Linked DNA regions of Mus musculus: region 1 is linked to region 2. Evidence: chromatin contacts called from public HiCAR-type data. All regions are on one chromosome and are shown on one strand. The core of a region is the stretch at or near the end of the contact, and the rest is flanking DNA. Distances in the headings are between cores, read along the strand shown. Region 1 holds the start of Nkx2-4 (NK2 homeobox 4). Region 2 holds the start of Sec23b (SEC23 homolog B, COPII coat complex component).

Region 1 (7,572 bases), core at 870-3,369, 2.5 Mb after region 2:
AGGATAATATACAATTACTTGGTTGCCTAATAATGAACAAAATATTTTAAAATCAGCATTTAAATGTAAAAACGGTAACAATCCGTATACTTAGTGTTTCGATTCTTTTTATTCCATTTCTCTATTTTACCCAAATGGCAGTTATTCCTCAGCAATCACGTTGCTGTGTATATGATCCACTTTGGGCTACAATTCAATTTACTTTCAATCAAGCATTAACGAAATTGCACTTAGGGGAGGGGCTTTGCAAATTAATCTCCCAAAATAAATTCCACTTCAAGGATTCATCGTGAAAAGCTGGTTGATTTATAGAGATACAAACACCAACAAAGTTTCCGACTTCTAAAACTCTTGAGAGCTTTGGTTAGGAACGTGGTGAATGCGTATTCCGTCAGTCAGTTCTTCCGCATAACTTAGGAACTTCTGAAAGAAGGGAAATCACCACCTCAGAGTGTGGTGTCACATTATTCGGTCCGGGGCTGTTGCCTTCTCCCACCCCCAGTAAAGAGGTTCAGAGCAGCCTGACCCTCTCCGTGACTCATTCGTTCTTATCTCCATGCACTAAAGGGTCAGCATCTGTACATTTCCCCCATCCGTTCTTGCAGTTTCTTGGCGGATCCTGCGAGTCGCAGGCAGACCCTCGGGGCTCATCACCACGTTCTGCCATAGAGCAGGTTGGCGCCGAGCACGCCTCCGCCGTAGTCCCCGGTGGCCGCGTCCAGGGCCGCTAAGCCGCCCCCGGGACCATGCAGAGCGGGCGGGCTGGGCGACAGCTCCTCGAGCTCTGGCGCGGGCGTCGGGGCTTGCGGCTGCTGGCCTCCCTGGCCAGGCGTCGGGGTGCCCGCGCCGTTCTGGCACGGCTTGCCGTCCTTCACCAGCACCGGTACCGCCACGCGGCGCGGCGACGGCGGCGGCGGAGGCGGCGGGGGGCCCAGGCCGCCCTCCTGTTGCAGCTGCTGCGCCGCCTTGTCCTTGGCCTGCCTCTTCATCTTGTAGCGATGGTTCTGGAACCAGATCTTGACCTGCGTGGGCGTCAGGTGGATCATGCTGGCCAGGTGCTCGCGCTCGGGCGCCGACAGGTACTTCTGCTGCTTGAAGCGCCGCTCCAGCTCGTAGACCTGCGCTTGCGAGAAGAGCACTCGGCGCTTCCTTCGCGGCGCGGCCGCGTGCAGCGGTGCCAGCGACTTGGCGGCGTCCGCGATGCCGGTCAGCGAACCCATGCCGGCCACGTTCACGCCCGCCGACGGCCCCATGAACCTGGAGACTGGGGAGGGGGCCCAAGAAGGACGGCCGGTGAGCCCCGGGCCTGCGAGAACCGTTCCCGCCGACGCCCCGCTCGTTTTAAGTGACGGCACGGGGCCCCCGACTGGGTCGCGGCGTCCCACGAGCGCCGCGGCCCGAGCCCCACTCCCTCCGCGCACCCGGGGGCCCGGTGACCCCCGTGCGCCCCAGGAGGTTCCCGAGAAACCCCGCGAGTCCCGGGCCGCCCCGCGCGTCCCCAGCCTGGCCCCAGAACCCCTCGCGAGCCCGAGGCCGCGTGCCAGGACCCCCCGCGCGTCGACCCTCGGGCGCCGCTGACCAGGACGCCAGCACCCTCGCGCCCCGGCTGTGGCGGGAAAAGCCCGCGCCGCCAGCCCGCCCTCAGTCCCGCGCGTCTGGCCCCGCTCACTTGACGAGTAGCGCGGGTCCGTGTTGGCGCCGTACCAGCCGGTGGCCGCGGCCGCCGCGCCGCCCCGCATGCCGTCCGTGTAGGCGGGCAGCTCACCCATGTTGCCCAGGCCGCCGTTGCAGTAGCTGCCCATGGCGCTGTGCGGGAACTGCGAGACGCCGGGAGGCATGTGGTAGGTGGCGGCCGCCGCGGCCGCCGCCGCTGCCGCCGCTGCTGCCGCCGCCGCGTTGTGTCCGGCCATGGCGTGGGGCGGCTGCATGCCCGCCGCCACGGCCGCCGCCTGCGAGGAGGGGCCGCTCGGTGGCGCGCGGTAGGCAGCGGCCCCCAGGGGCGCCCCCAGGCCGGGCGGCGCACCGTCCATGACGCCGCCGAACTTCTTGTAGGTCTCCTCGATGGGGCTCAGGATGTCGGAAACGGAGAAGGGCGTCGTGTGCTTGGGGCTCAACGACATGGCTCGGCGGACGGCCAGGTAGGGGGGCCCGGGGCGGGCGCGGGCGGGACGCGGCGGCCGCTCGTCGCCGCCGCCGCCACTTCGGCCCGGCGGCAGCGCCAGTGGAGAGCTGTCCGCGGCGCGGCGAGCCCCCGAGCTGCGGGATCTCGGGTTTATTTTAGTCCAGTGCCAGGTTTACGACAGACTCGGGGGGCGGAGCAACATCCCCAACGAGCAAACAATGGTCATTGACATCTTTTTCTCTCACCCCCCTTCCAGATAACGGAGGCAAAAAAAGGTAAAGGGCCAGTTGGGTGTTTCTGGAAAAGATTGCCCCCCTTTCTAGCTCCATCCTTCGCGCTTCTATCCGGGTTACCTTTAGCCCTAGAGAAATAAAAACTCAGAGGCCACTGAAAGAGCCACGCTTGTTTCATGCAGACTGTGAGTTTTCCTAAAGTGACTTTGTGGCAAAGTTCAGTAGAACGTCGAGGGGTGGGTGTGTGTGTGGGGGGGGGAGGACAAACAGCTGTTAAGTTTGGGAGGGGGATGCTTTTCAGGGCTCTCTTCCTTTCTAGCTATCAGCCCCTCACTGGCTCCATCATCTAAAGTGTTAAAAATAAAGGGGGCTCTTGGGTCCCACCATAAGAGCACATAAAGAGGAGAGGTACAATGACCGTCCTCTGCCATTGTAGGGCTCTCTAATTTATGCATCGTTAGATCCTTTAAAGCGTCATTTTGTAGGCAACCTAACGGACACTTCCAAATTAGCTCAAAGTATACAAATCCAAAGAAGAGGTACAGCACGCAGAGAGAGAGATGCTGACTTGTAAGTATGGTGCTCCTACTCTCAGGGTAGAAACTGAACAAGATGAAGTGTATTTGCTAAAAAAGTTTCATATTTAATTTGCACCTTCATTACCGCTATATTTTCTTTGTCCTCATCCCCAGAATCTGACTTAGGGTTTATTCTTCTGTCACTATCCTGATATGAGAGAATGAGGGAAAGAGAAAAAGAGGGAAGGGAGGGGGAGGGAGGGAAAGATGGAGGGAGGGAGGGAGAGAGAGAGAGAGAGAGAAAGAGAGAGAGAGAGAATTCAAGTATGTCTACTTGTTTGTAATGGATCTTTTTGGTGGTGTTGGGAAAATAACCTGTTTAAAAAGTATCAACGTTGATGTGGATGCAGAAAGCAGGTTAAAACGACAGCTCTCTTGAAAAAATTCAAACCCATAAGCTGATTTTTTAAAAAAAAAAATTCGTTTCTTGGTATACAAATGTTCCTGCATAACAAAGAACTTATACTTTATGAACTTACAGTAAGTGCAAGACAAAAGACAAAGAAGTGTGCAGGTACCAGTAAAATTGGAAAACATGGGGATGAGCAGGGAAACAAAGACACATTTTAAAAGTTTTCCTCAAAACTGGAGTAGAAGAAAGAAAAGTGTTTCTTATGCAAGATTTTATTGTATCTAAAAACAAAGGCGTGACCACCAAAGTTTAACCTGGACTCACATGCCGTGGAGATCTGAACTGCTCCACATTCTCTTTTTCTTGGTTTCAGCCCTGTGGTGTGAATGCCCTTGATGGTTTTGTCTTATTATTTTAGTCAACATCTGTGTTCATTTCAGTGTCCTTTTGCAAAGAATCTGCCTGTTGTAGGGAGAAAAAAAGACCATATGGTCACTCATGGAAAGAAAATGACAACCAGAATAGTGGTTAATATTTTAAAACACATACTGTGGGACAAAATGCCAGGTCCTAGCAGTTGTTTATAGACATCAGTTACTGTCTTAACAAGATTAGTGTTGCTACATTCTGACACAATGCTACTTTTACAGGTCTTTCCTGGACTTGGGACACTTGAGCTAGGTCACTTATGCTGGAACTGCCTACTTATATTTCTTGAACTAATGATACACAAAGAAACCTTTAGGGGGGGAGGGCACTCAAATGCTGGGATCCTTTTACAATGTGGGTTTTAAACTTTTTTTTTTTACCTTAAATTGTATTCCTTACTACTTACTAGCTTAAAAACAACAAAATGTAATCTTAAACTTTAAACAAAGATAAGGTAAGTAAATATAGTTGCCATAATATCTGTGAATATGAAAGCCTCTTGCAAACCATTATTTTTTTCAAGCTTAGACACATTTCAAACATGAAGCAGTTATCATAAACTTCATGCTGATGAGCTAGCCAAGCCAGAAAACTTGGTTAGAGGTCTTTTTCAGATTAATTTTTTATTTTCAAGTTATATATTTATCTTGTGACATTTTATTTGTAAAACTCCAGTGTGGCAATTTTATAAGTGCTTATACTATATTTTGTTCAGTTTATCAATGCACGCAGATCTGGAGGTTTCCCACTATAAAATGAAAACATAAAACAAAACAGAATTTCTAATGAAATTCACTTTCTGACTGTTTAGGAACATCATAGGCCAAGTAGAATTCTTTTCCTGGACATGAAATGTTCTGGAAGAAAAAAAAAATTCTTAAAATCCCCCACATTTTCTTTTATCAGTTATTTGTGTCTTACCCTAGAAATTTCATACCTTTAAAATATAGTTGCTATTTGGATGTGTGCACGTGAGCTTGATAATAGACTCTGGAGGATGTAAACATTAGTATATCAAACTAATGACAAAATAGTTTGATACTCTGTTGAAGATTTCCATCAAACTCATTTCATCCAATTATTCTCTGCCCAAACTGTGAATGGAAATTTATAGTTAGTGATAGTTAAATTCTATTGACTATATGTCACGAAAATGTATTTCTCAGGAATGCTTTCTTGTTATTTCCTCCCCTTTTCTTAGCACTTAGCAGAAAGAAAGGAAAGAAAGAAACTCTTAAAGAGAATACAGTAGTGAAAAGAGATGGTTCTCCTTCTCTTAATCTAGTCTCCTTTCCCATTTCCTCTCCTCACAACACTTGACATTGTATTCTGCTAGGATTGGCTCCACGTCTTGAAGCACAATACTACTTTACATACAGGGGACAGCATTTGTTTGGTTTTTGGTGCCTTGACTCTTTTTCATAGTTTAGATTTTTGTAGTTTCACACAACACTGAAAACATACCATAAGACAGCCTATAGCAGAAAAAAAATTGCTAGACAAAAAGATTCAATAGGTTTATTCTTTGAAAAAAAACCCAAAAATTGACATTTATTGAAAATCTCTGATATGTTAGCTAACTTACAAAAATCCTAACAAGAATCTAAATTAAACTAAAATTCTAAAATCAGAAGCAAGAGTCTTCCCTGCAATTGGGATTTACAGTTGTCAGGCAGCTCAGCCAGAGCGCCTAGGGAGAGAGGAGAAACCTTGTGACAGACCCCTTTTGAAGTAGAGTTCCAGCAAGAACCAAGAGGGAGACTTTGTCTTTCTATGGTGGCACATAGATTGTCAATAGCTCCTGGATTTCTGCATCAGGGTGACTGTTCTTGAAAATATTACTCTTTGCTGAATAACCAAGAATATAAGTGCTGTTTAGAAATGAGACACTTGCTGCACTTAGAATTAGTTTGGAATACTTGTAACTTATTTGATTAGTGAAATTCTCATGTTGGAGAAGTAGCTGAAATATAACAATTGCGATATTTTTTTTAACTTGGAAAGGAATAACGAATCATGTCAATAGAACTTGTTTTGTGCAGCAAAATTTGAAGGTATAAACAAAATGCTAAGGAGACAAAATGAAGTTTGTTCTTAAGTTTTTGATAATTTTATCAATTTCTGGAATTTAGTTTCCAATTTTGTTTTTAGTTTTCCTAGACACTTTTAGTTTTAATTGATTATTTAAATTATTTTACATTTCTTTCTCGGTTACCCAGTGCCACTTCCATATTTTCTCTATAAAATGCAAAAGCTTTGTGATTTAACTACCTACAAAAAGACTCTTGAATGAATCTGAAAAATATTCAGATATTTTTAGATGAAAAATTGTCTTCTGCTTTCTTACCAATGGTAAGTCTAACCAGTGACTTTGTTTTAAGATAGTACAATTATTAGTAGTACATCTTTCCAACAGCATGAGAACAAATGGAAAATATCAGCAGGATTATCATTGGCTAAATAATAATAGTGACTTTTTGATATGATTACCCCAGAACAAAAACAAAACAAAACAAAACAAAACAAACCCTCCACAAACAAATAATATAAGGCAACCCACTCCAAACAATGTACTTCTAACATTATAGGAAAGCTGTAATCTTAGTTTTTAACTTGCAGCAGAAAATAATAGGGTATATGTGTATATGTATACAAAACAAGATGTATAAGTACATCTACTACATTACAATCTCTTACCTTGGTAATATAAACTTAAACTAGGTATTTACACTTTTCTGTAGTTTTAAAAATAATGTGTTAAAGTTATATATGCTATAGGAAAACTAACAAGATTGAAATATAATTTTTGCTTCTAATTAACAAGTTTATATGTATACCTTGCTACCATAGAAAGTTTAAAACTTTGTTATTTCTATTTATTTTTCACATATTTTACAATGTCATTAAATTCCTGTTATAAAAAAGAATACTTTGAATTTTAAGAAAAATAATTTCTATTGTTTTATGCAGGGAGAAAAATCTAATTTTTCTGTCCCTATACATTCTTAATAGGAACTACTACACATATCCTCTTGTTTTGTTTTATTTTGTTTTGTTTTGTTTTGTTTTGTTTTTCAAGGCAGGGTTTCTCTGCCCTGGCTGTCCTGGAACTCACTCTGTAAACCAAGCTGGCCTGGAACTCAGAAATCCGCCTGCCTCTGCCTCCCACATGCAGGATTAAAGGCGTGTGCCACCACTGCCCAGCCACATATCCTTTAAAAAATTATACATCCATAACTTTGTACACAATCAATTTCTCCAGTCTAAGTTAGTTCAATGATTTCAATGCAAATTATATAAATGGTGTATCACCTTAGCTTTACAAATTAGCTTGCAACAATCAAAGGAGTTCTTTTCACACCTGAGCTGGGGAGTTGGGTTATTGTTGTCATCACTTACTTGGAGGGCAACTCCAATGTTTGACATTGGTTGATTACTAGGCTATTGCATTGTCATTAAAGCTGTACTATGTACATTTTAGAAGAAAAACCTAGAGCAATATTACAATCAGAGAATAATTTCTTCACTTTTTTCTTTTTTGTCTATATTGCTAATGTTGAAGTGTTATTTAGTAGTTGTTTATGTATATCAGTCTGAATACTTGATTGATAATTGTGATTACAAGGAAGTGTCTCCCTCATAAAACAGTTTGAGTAAAATTCAAACAATTTAATTATTAGCTCAATAACATGCATTAAAAAGCCTGATACAAAACAGTTAATTACTCCATTCATTGTGAGGACCATCAGGAAAATCTGATTGATAAAGTTGCCTCAAAAAATAAAATCAAGTTGGATGTGGTAACGCCTTGGTAATCATAAATTTCTTGAGGCATACGAATTGTGGGTTCAAGGCTAG
Region 2 (6,752 bases), core at 4,067-6,566:
GGCTAAAGCACAGGCAGCTAAACTCAAACCCTGTGAATTACCATCAAATATTAATTATCTTTGATTTACCCTTTTCCAGCGTTCTCATACTCCACATCCCTTATGTCCTGGCAACAGTGTGCTCATAATGTGTTATCTTTTTATTAGTTGTACCAATACTTCTTTAAGGAAGGTTTATTTTTTTCAAATGAACTTTCCTTAATTTGTTTAAGACAGTTTCATTACGTAGCCCCTTACTGGCCTGGAGCTGTCTATGTAAACCAGACTGGCCTAGAACTCACAAAGATCTGCCTGCTTTTGTCTCCTGAGTGCTGGCATTAAAGGAGTGTCACCACATTCAGTCAGTGTTGGGTGTCTTCTTTCCTTCATTTCCACATTACATTTGGGTTTTGCGACAAGATCTGTGAATTTGGAGCTCATTGGTTTAGCAAGAGTAGCTAGCCAGTGAGCTTCAGGGACCTCTCTGCTTCCCACTCCATGAATGCTGGACATGAGCTGTGTCTCCAGTGTCCTATGCTATCCACTACCACTGAAGCTCCACTTTCACGGGCTCATGCAACAACCTTTCAGGGCTTCTTGGCAAACAATACAACCGGGTCATATTTTGTTAGTGGTAGCAGCTTTCTAGAATCTGAGAGCAAGCCTCCATGTGCTCTCATTTTACCTATTTATTTATTTTTAAGTAAGGTCTCATTAGGTATGCTGGGCTGGTTTTGAACTCACAGACATCAACTTACCTTATATGCCAATGTGCCTAGCAAATCCCTCTTACTCATATTTGGCATGCTTGCAAGGACAACATCACATGAACAATTAACACCAAGTTCTGGTGCCACACGAATGCAGGCAGACCCTGGTGAGCCATGGTGCCATGTTCCAGCAGTAAACCCTTGAGAGGGGTGGAGGCATTCTCTCCTTTTAAACACATTTGTCCTTTTAGGAGTCGAAACCCTAATGGGTGGAGTCTGATCCTCCGGGCACATTTCTTACTGCCCCAGTGTGGAAGTTTTCCATTAATGGTGTCAATCTCTTTTTAATTAAAGCTGCTTTCTCCCTCTCTCCCTAATCTGCATCTTTTAACATTTTCGTGTTCTCATTCATCCTATACTGCATTTTTACTTCCTCCTGCTAAAAATCTATCATAAGCCACAATAAATGTGATAACAATAGCCATGCCTCAGCCTAGATGTAATGTCATACTCATTTGAAACTTCTTCATCCACACCTGGCCAAGGAACATGGGTTCCCAGTTCCATCGTTGAAGGCATGCAGAAGCCATGACATCCATGGCTCACCAGGGCCTGCCTGCATCTGAGTGGCAGCAGAACTTGGTATTAACTGTTCATGTGACATTGTGGACCGATAGATGGCCCCTATTGAATTTGGTTCAGTTGAGTTTTCGGGACACAGTGAGAACACAGCCATGAATGGTCTTTGCCAGACTCTCACACCAATGACCTCATTTCTCAGCAGTTTTTGCTCCCATCTGAAACGTCATAAGCAGACCTTTTGTTGTTCATGTTTCTATTGGCATTCCAACTTTCCAAAAGTCTCATTGGACGGTCCATTCATCTCTGCCTATAGCTCTCTAATCTCCAGCCTACAGCTTCATATTCTTTTAACATTGTCCCGTAAACAGTTCAGAAAGGCCCAGGAACTACACTGATCATGTTCCTCACGGAACCAACTCACTTCTCAGTACAATATTGTTCTGTGTAGACTTTTATTGTTGCTGTGAGAAAACGTCTGACAGAAAGCAACTTGGGGGATGAAGGGCGTACTTTAGCTCCCAGTTTAGAGAAACATAGTCTATCATAGTGGAAAGGCATGAGGGCTCACAGTTCAGAGTCTATATGCCGTGAAAGACATGGAGGCAGGATGGCTTAGTCTATAGTGTCAGCCACAGAGAAAGGGAAAACCAATACTCATCTGGCCACCTCCTTTCCTCACTTTATTCAGCCTGGACCCCCAACATAGGAGATGGTAGGTCTTCCTTCTTCAGTTAGGCCTGTTTAGAAATGCTATCTTAGGGCTGGCGAGATGGCTCAGTGGGTAAGAGCACTGACTGTTCTTCCAGAGGTCCTGAGTGTAAATCCCAGCAACCACATGGTGCTCACAACCACCCGTAATGAGATCTGATGCCCTCTTGTGGTGTGTCTGAAGTCAGCTTCGGTGTACTTACATATAATAATAAATAAATCTTAAAAAAAAAAAAAGAAATGCTATCTTAGATACATCCATAGTGGTGTTTCCTAGTTGGTTCTAAAATCCAGCTAAGTTGAGAATATTAACCATTACAATATGCTGGGAGTCTGTAAAACATTTTGAAATAGACAAGAGAAATTATATCTCATGGATTGACGGGCTTTTTATGAGATGTGCTGATGTCATCTGAGGGATGTGTACTTTCATACCTGGACTTTACAGCTTGGTAGAGACAGAGATTAACTTTAGAAAGTTGATGGGTACACACACACACAAAACTGATGCCCATAACAAGTCATATAATGCTGTGTGGTAGAGAATATAAGTTTTTATAAATGAGATTTTTCTTTCTTTCTTTTTTAAGATTTATTTATTTATTTATTATATGTAAGTATACTGTAGCTGTCTTCAGACACTCCAGAAGAGGGAGTCAGATCTCCTTACAGATGGTTGTGAGCCACCATGTGGTTGCTGGGATTTGAACTCAGGACCTTCAGAAGATCAATCGGGTGCTCTTACACACTGAGCCATCTCACCAGCCCAAGATTTTCTTAAAACCAATTTGAACATCTTTATTGGTTTCCTCATTAACAGGTGAGTTAAGTAAATTGTTTGGAATATCTTATTTGTATAATATTTCTTTTAAAAACTTTATTGTATCTATTATTATTTTTATTTGTGTGGAAGGTGCATGTGCTATGGCATGGGTGTTAGGATCAAAGGACAACTTTGTGGAAGTGTTTCTCTTCTTTAATAGCCATGTGGGTTCCAGGGATGGTCCTCAGGTCCACAGGCCTAGAGGCAAGCATCTTTATCTGCTGAGCCATCTAGCCATGCTCTACATGTTTTCACTAAGATTCCAGAGAGAACCTGGGTTCACATCACTGAAGAGCATGTTCCAGGCTGTTGAAGCTAAACTGTTTCCTTTCCCTTGGGTCCTAGAAGGTGGACGCTAAGTAGAGGGCACTGCCCCTCTAGCTTTCTTTCTAATGATTTTCAGTTCTTCTTTCTGGTTTACTCATGGCTGGTTAGTTTACTCTCCTCCCACTGATAGTAACAACCACCAGAAATTTTGTTTTACCAGCCATTTGGTAATCTCTTTAAGGGAACTAAAATTTACAGAGATAACCTCCTAAGTAAGAAATGGCAGCAAATCTAGTTTATAGTGCTCTCCGTCTCGGTCATTTATAAGACTGCCACACCAAAGGGGAAGAACAGTGCCTTCTTTTATAGTGCACCAAACTTTAATCTTTCTGATTTTTTTTTTTTTTTTTTTTTTGGACCTGGGGCTGAGACTGTAGAACTAAAGCTGTATGTTCTTTATATGTCAGTGTGTCTGCCTGGCTAGAATGAAAACGAAAAGACTTACATCTGTTTCTGTGAGAGAACAGGATATCTTGCTACCCGCGTTGAGTCACAATAAGTTAAATTATTATATTTCTCCAATTAAAAGATCTGTGTTACAGAAACAAGTACTTTGTTTGTTTTGTTTTTCGTGACAAGGTTTCTCTGTGTAGCCCTGGCTGTCCTGGAATTAACTCTGTAGACTAGGCTGGCCTGGAACTCACAGACATCTCCTTGACTCTGCCTCCTGAGTGCTTCGATTAAAGGCATGCACCACTATTGCCCTGCAAGTATTCTCTTATATAAATAAAATACTTCTAAATTCCCCCAAGTAAGGACATTCAATCTTGTATATTTTGAACATGCAATTAAAAAAAAATCCTCTCTACAGAAATTACTAGTGTAGAAATAATCCAGGTCCAAAAATTGAAAGGGAAATATTTGACAAATAAAATCATATTAGTGTTTGTTATTTAAAAAGCGACTTCTTTTTTTCAGCGTTAGATATAACGAACATGTATATTTTATTTTACATTTTACCTTAGGAAGAGATAACTGCATTTCCCAAACATAATTTAAGGTTTTAAACATGCCATCATTAACATTGTTATGTTTATGATGATGAGAAAATGTAAATTTATTTTAAAGATTGTAATGCAAACAGTAATATTTTATAGTACCACCTATTTAAACTTAAGTCCCTATGATTTATAGACGTCAAAAAGTTTGATTTAGCCGGGTGTGATGGCGTGTGCTTTTAAATTGAGGAGGCATAGGAAGATAGAAGAAAGCAGGGCTTCCTGAGTTCCAGGCCAGCCAAACCTACAGCTAGGCTCTGTCTTAAAGAAAAGTTTGCATTAGTAGGAAACTGGGTTATTTAATGGGTACTCTTTGAATAACATGTCTTAGCATAACTGTAAGATTTTAGTTGGCGGGATGAAGGGTTGGTTGAGTGGCTATGTGTATACTGCTGGAGTTCAGTTCCTAGCACCCGTGTTAGAGGATACACAATAGATTCTTCTGGCCGCTGCAGGCACTACACACTCGCTGAATTTGCTGCTATTTATTTATTTATTTATTTTTGCCACTTGTAAGAAAGTGTAAAAATGACTGCGGCGGTCACAGAAAAAGCTGTGTTACCCATCAAAACGGACTCTGATAGTTTCCTTAAGTGTCTGAATAAGACCATCCCCAATTACTCACTTCCTTGCTGGGGAATGGCAGGAGGATGTTCACCAGAAACAGTTTTTATTGAGCACAGAAACCACAGCAGCAACGAGAAGGGAAAGTTTTGTACCGCGAAGAGAGGACCCGCACCCGCACTTGCTGAGCTCAAAAAGATCACCAACTAGCGGCCGAGACTCTCTGTCCCCTCCTAGCCCCTTCCCGCAGGCTGAGGGCCTCTCCGGACAACTCCGGGCTACGCGTCCCTCTTCTCGCTTCCCGGTAGCTAGGCGATGAGAGGGACTTCCCCCTGAGGCAAACAGACGTCATGTTGTGTCAGGGCGGTCCCCTGAGGAGTGCTGGATGCATTTGGATGACGGTTCCGCAGGCGCCGAGGTTCTGTGAAGGAGAAAAATTTCAGGATATATTCAAGAAAGTATGTATCCTGAGGAATTCTACATTCTAAAGTTTGTTGGGTGAGAAACCACAGCCTTGCCCTATTCAAAGATGGAGGCGCAGCTTTTCTGACTGTTTCACTTTCTCGGGTCAGCCAGAGAAGCGCTCTCTGATTGGCTAGAGCATGGCGCCGCGAAATGACGTTTCGGAGCGGTGACCAATCGACTGTGAGCTGAGGTGGACTTGGCGGTGGAAGCCGGAGTTGAGCTCTGGTGTCCGTGGGGCGCGGAAGGTTCAGTCCCGGTGAGTGGCTCCGGACAGGTGAGCGGCTGGCTCTGCAATGGTGAAGGGGCGCATAGGAGGAGGGCCGAAGCCAGACAGGCCGAGGCAAGGTGGGCTTGCTTATGGGAAGAATCAGAGAGAGTTGATGACCCAGAAGCCGGCTCAGAGTGACTCGTCCGCGCCGTGCCTGAGAGCCGACGGCCGGTTTCTGACTCCTTAGCCCTCGGAATTGGGGTGTTGGTGGTGGTGACTCGAACATCCGGAAGGACCGAATCCCCATGAAAACCTTGAGTTTTGCTTTGTGATAAGTGAAACCAGAAACCAGATCTTCAGTACAGGATTAGGTATTTAACTGTGTCTACAGATGGTTACTAAGTCCTGGAAAGTTATGTCCTGGAGAGCTTAGAGGGGCTAAGATATTTTATTGGATGCCTTTCTTTTATCCACTCACTCATTCATTCATTCTCTCTTCATTCACTCAGTCATTCATCCATTCGGCTATTTACCTCTTCAGATACCCTTACTCGTTGAGAGTTTGATAGGAGCATTTTTCTCAGCACATAGAATTTAATAAAAATACATAGAACGTCAGAGGATTCATGAATTCACTGAAAGCCTCTGTGGATTACGTGTTTAGGATTAAGAAGCTGGTTTAGAATAAATCGAGGAAAGGAGGCAGTGGGAAATAGGAGCAGGTGTTAATATGTTGATACTCGGGGACTTATACATTTACGTAAAGAACTTTATAGAGGGGTTACCATTATTTAATGGGGTTTGCTGAAGTAACTGCTGGAAATGGCGATGTTAGAATGTGCTGTGACTTATTTACTACCCCCCACCCCCACCCCCGCTCCCAGGCGCCTAAGTGCTTTCTGTGTAGTTAGGGTTTTATCTTCTTGTATTTGCCAGAACTAACAAGTAGATGTGTTAAGAGTTTCAGTTGGAACAGACATTTGGGACTTTGTTGTATAGAGTCTGTATGGTAGAATAATTAATTTGCTTTTCTGGGTATGTAAAATTGTCCTCACCCAAATTATTTGCAGGATATATCTATATATCTATATCTATCCCTATGTAACCCAGGAGGCTTTGTACTCTCTTGATTCTGCCTCAGCCTCCCAAATATGGAAATTACAAGAATATGCTTCCATTCTCATTTCACAGGTTTAGTCGTCGTCTTCTTCTTCTTCTTCTTCTTCTTCTTCTTCTTCTTCTTCTTCTTCTTCTTCTTCAGTTCAGTTTTCTGGCTTTCCTTTTTTTAACAGTCTACTTGCTTAAACATGTCATTTGCATGTGTGTGCACCTGTCAAGCCACTCATAGGCAACTTTTGTGATCTTAGGTCTTTCCTTCCATCTTTTTG

What was found. HiCAR-type assays count read pairs that join an accessible place to other places.
Region 1: a HiCAR-type map of astrocytes shows a contact between it and region 2, with 2.8 times the contacts expected there. The contact joins the promoter of Nkx2-4 here to the promoter of Sec23b in region 2.

Annotation. Positions count from the first base shown.
Region 1 is chr2:147,083,226-147,090,797 of GRCm38.p6, forward strand. It overlaps Nkx2-4 (NK2 homeobox 4), which reads right to left and starts at 2,120. Exons shown (of 2, transcript NM_023504.1): 1 at 1,670-2,120; 2 at 651-1,264. The coding sequence starts at 2,120. The coding sequence ends at 651. It overlaps Gm34889 (a long non-coding RNA gene), which reads left to right and starts at 2,314. Exons shown (of 4, transcript XR_001783500.2): 1 at 2,314-2,397.
Region 2 is chr2:144,550,913-144,557,664 of GRCm38.p6, forward strand. Sec23b (SEC23 homolog B, COPII coat complex component) reads left to right here and starts at 5,317. Exons shown (of 20, transcript NM_001252544.1): 1 at 5,317-5,412. Gm34292 (a long non-coding RNA gene) reads right to left here and starts at 5,723. Exons shown (of 1, transcript XR_003953925.1): 1 at 3,463-5,723.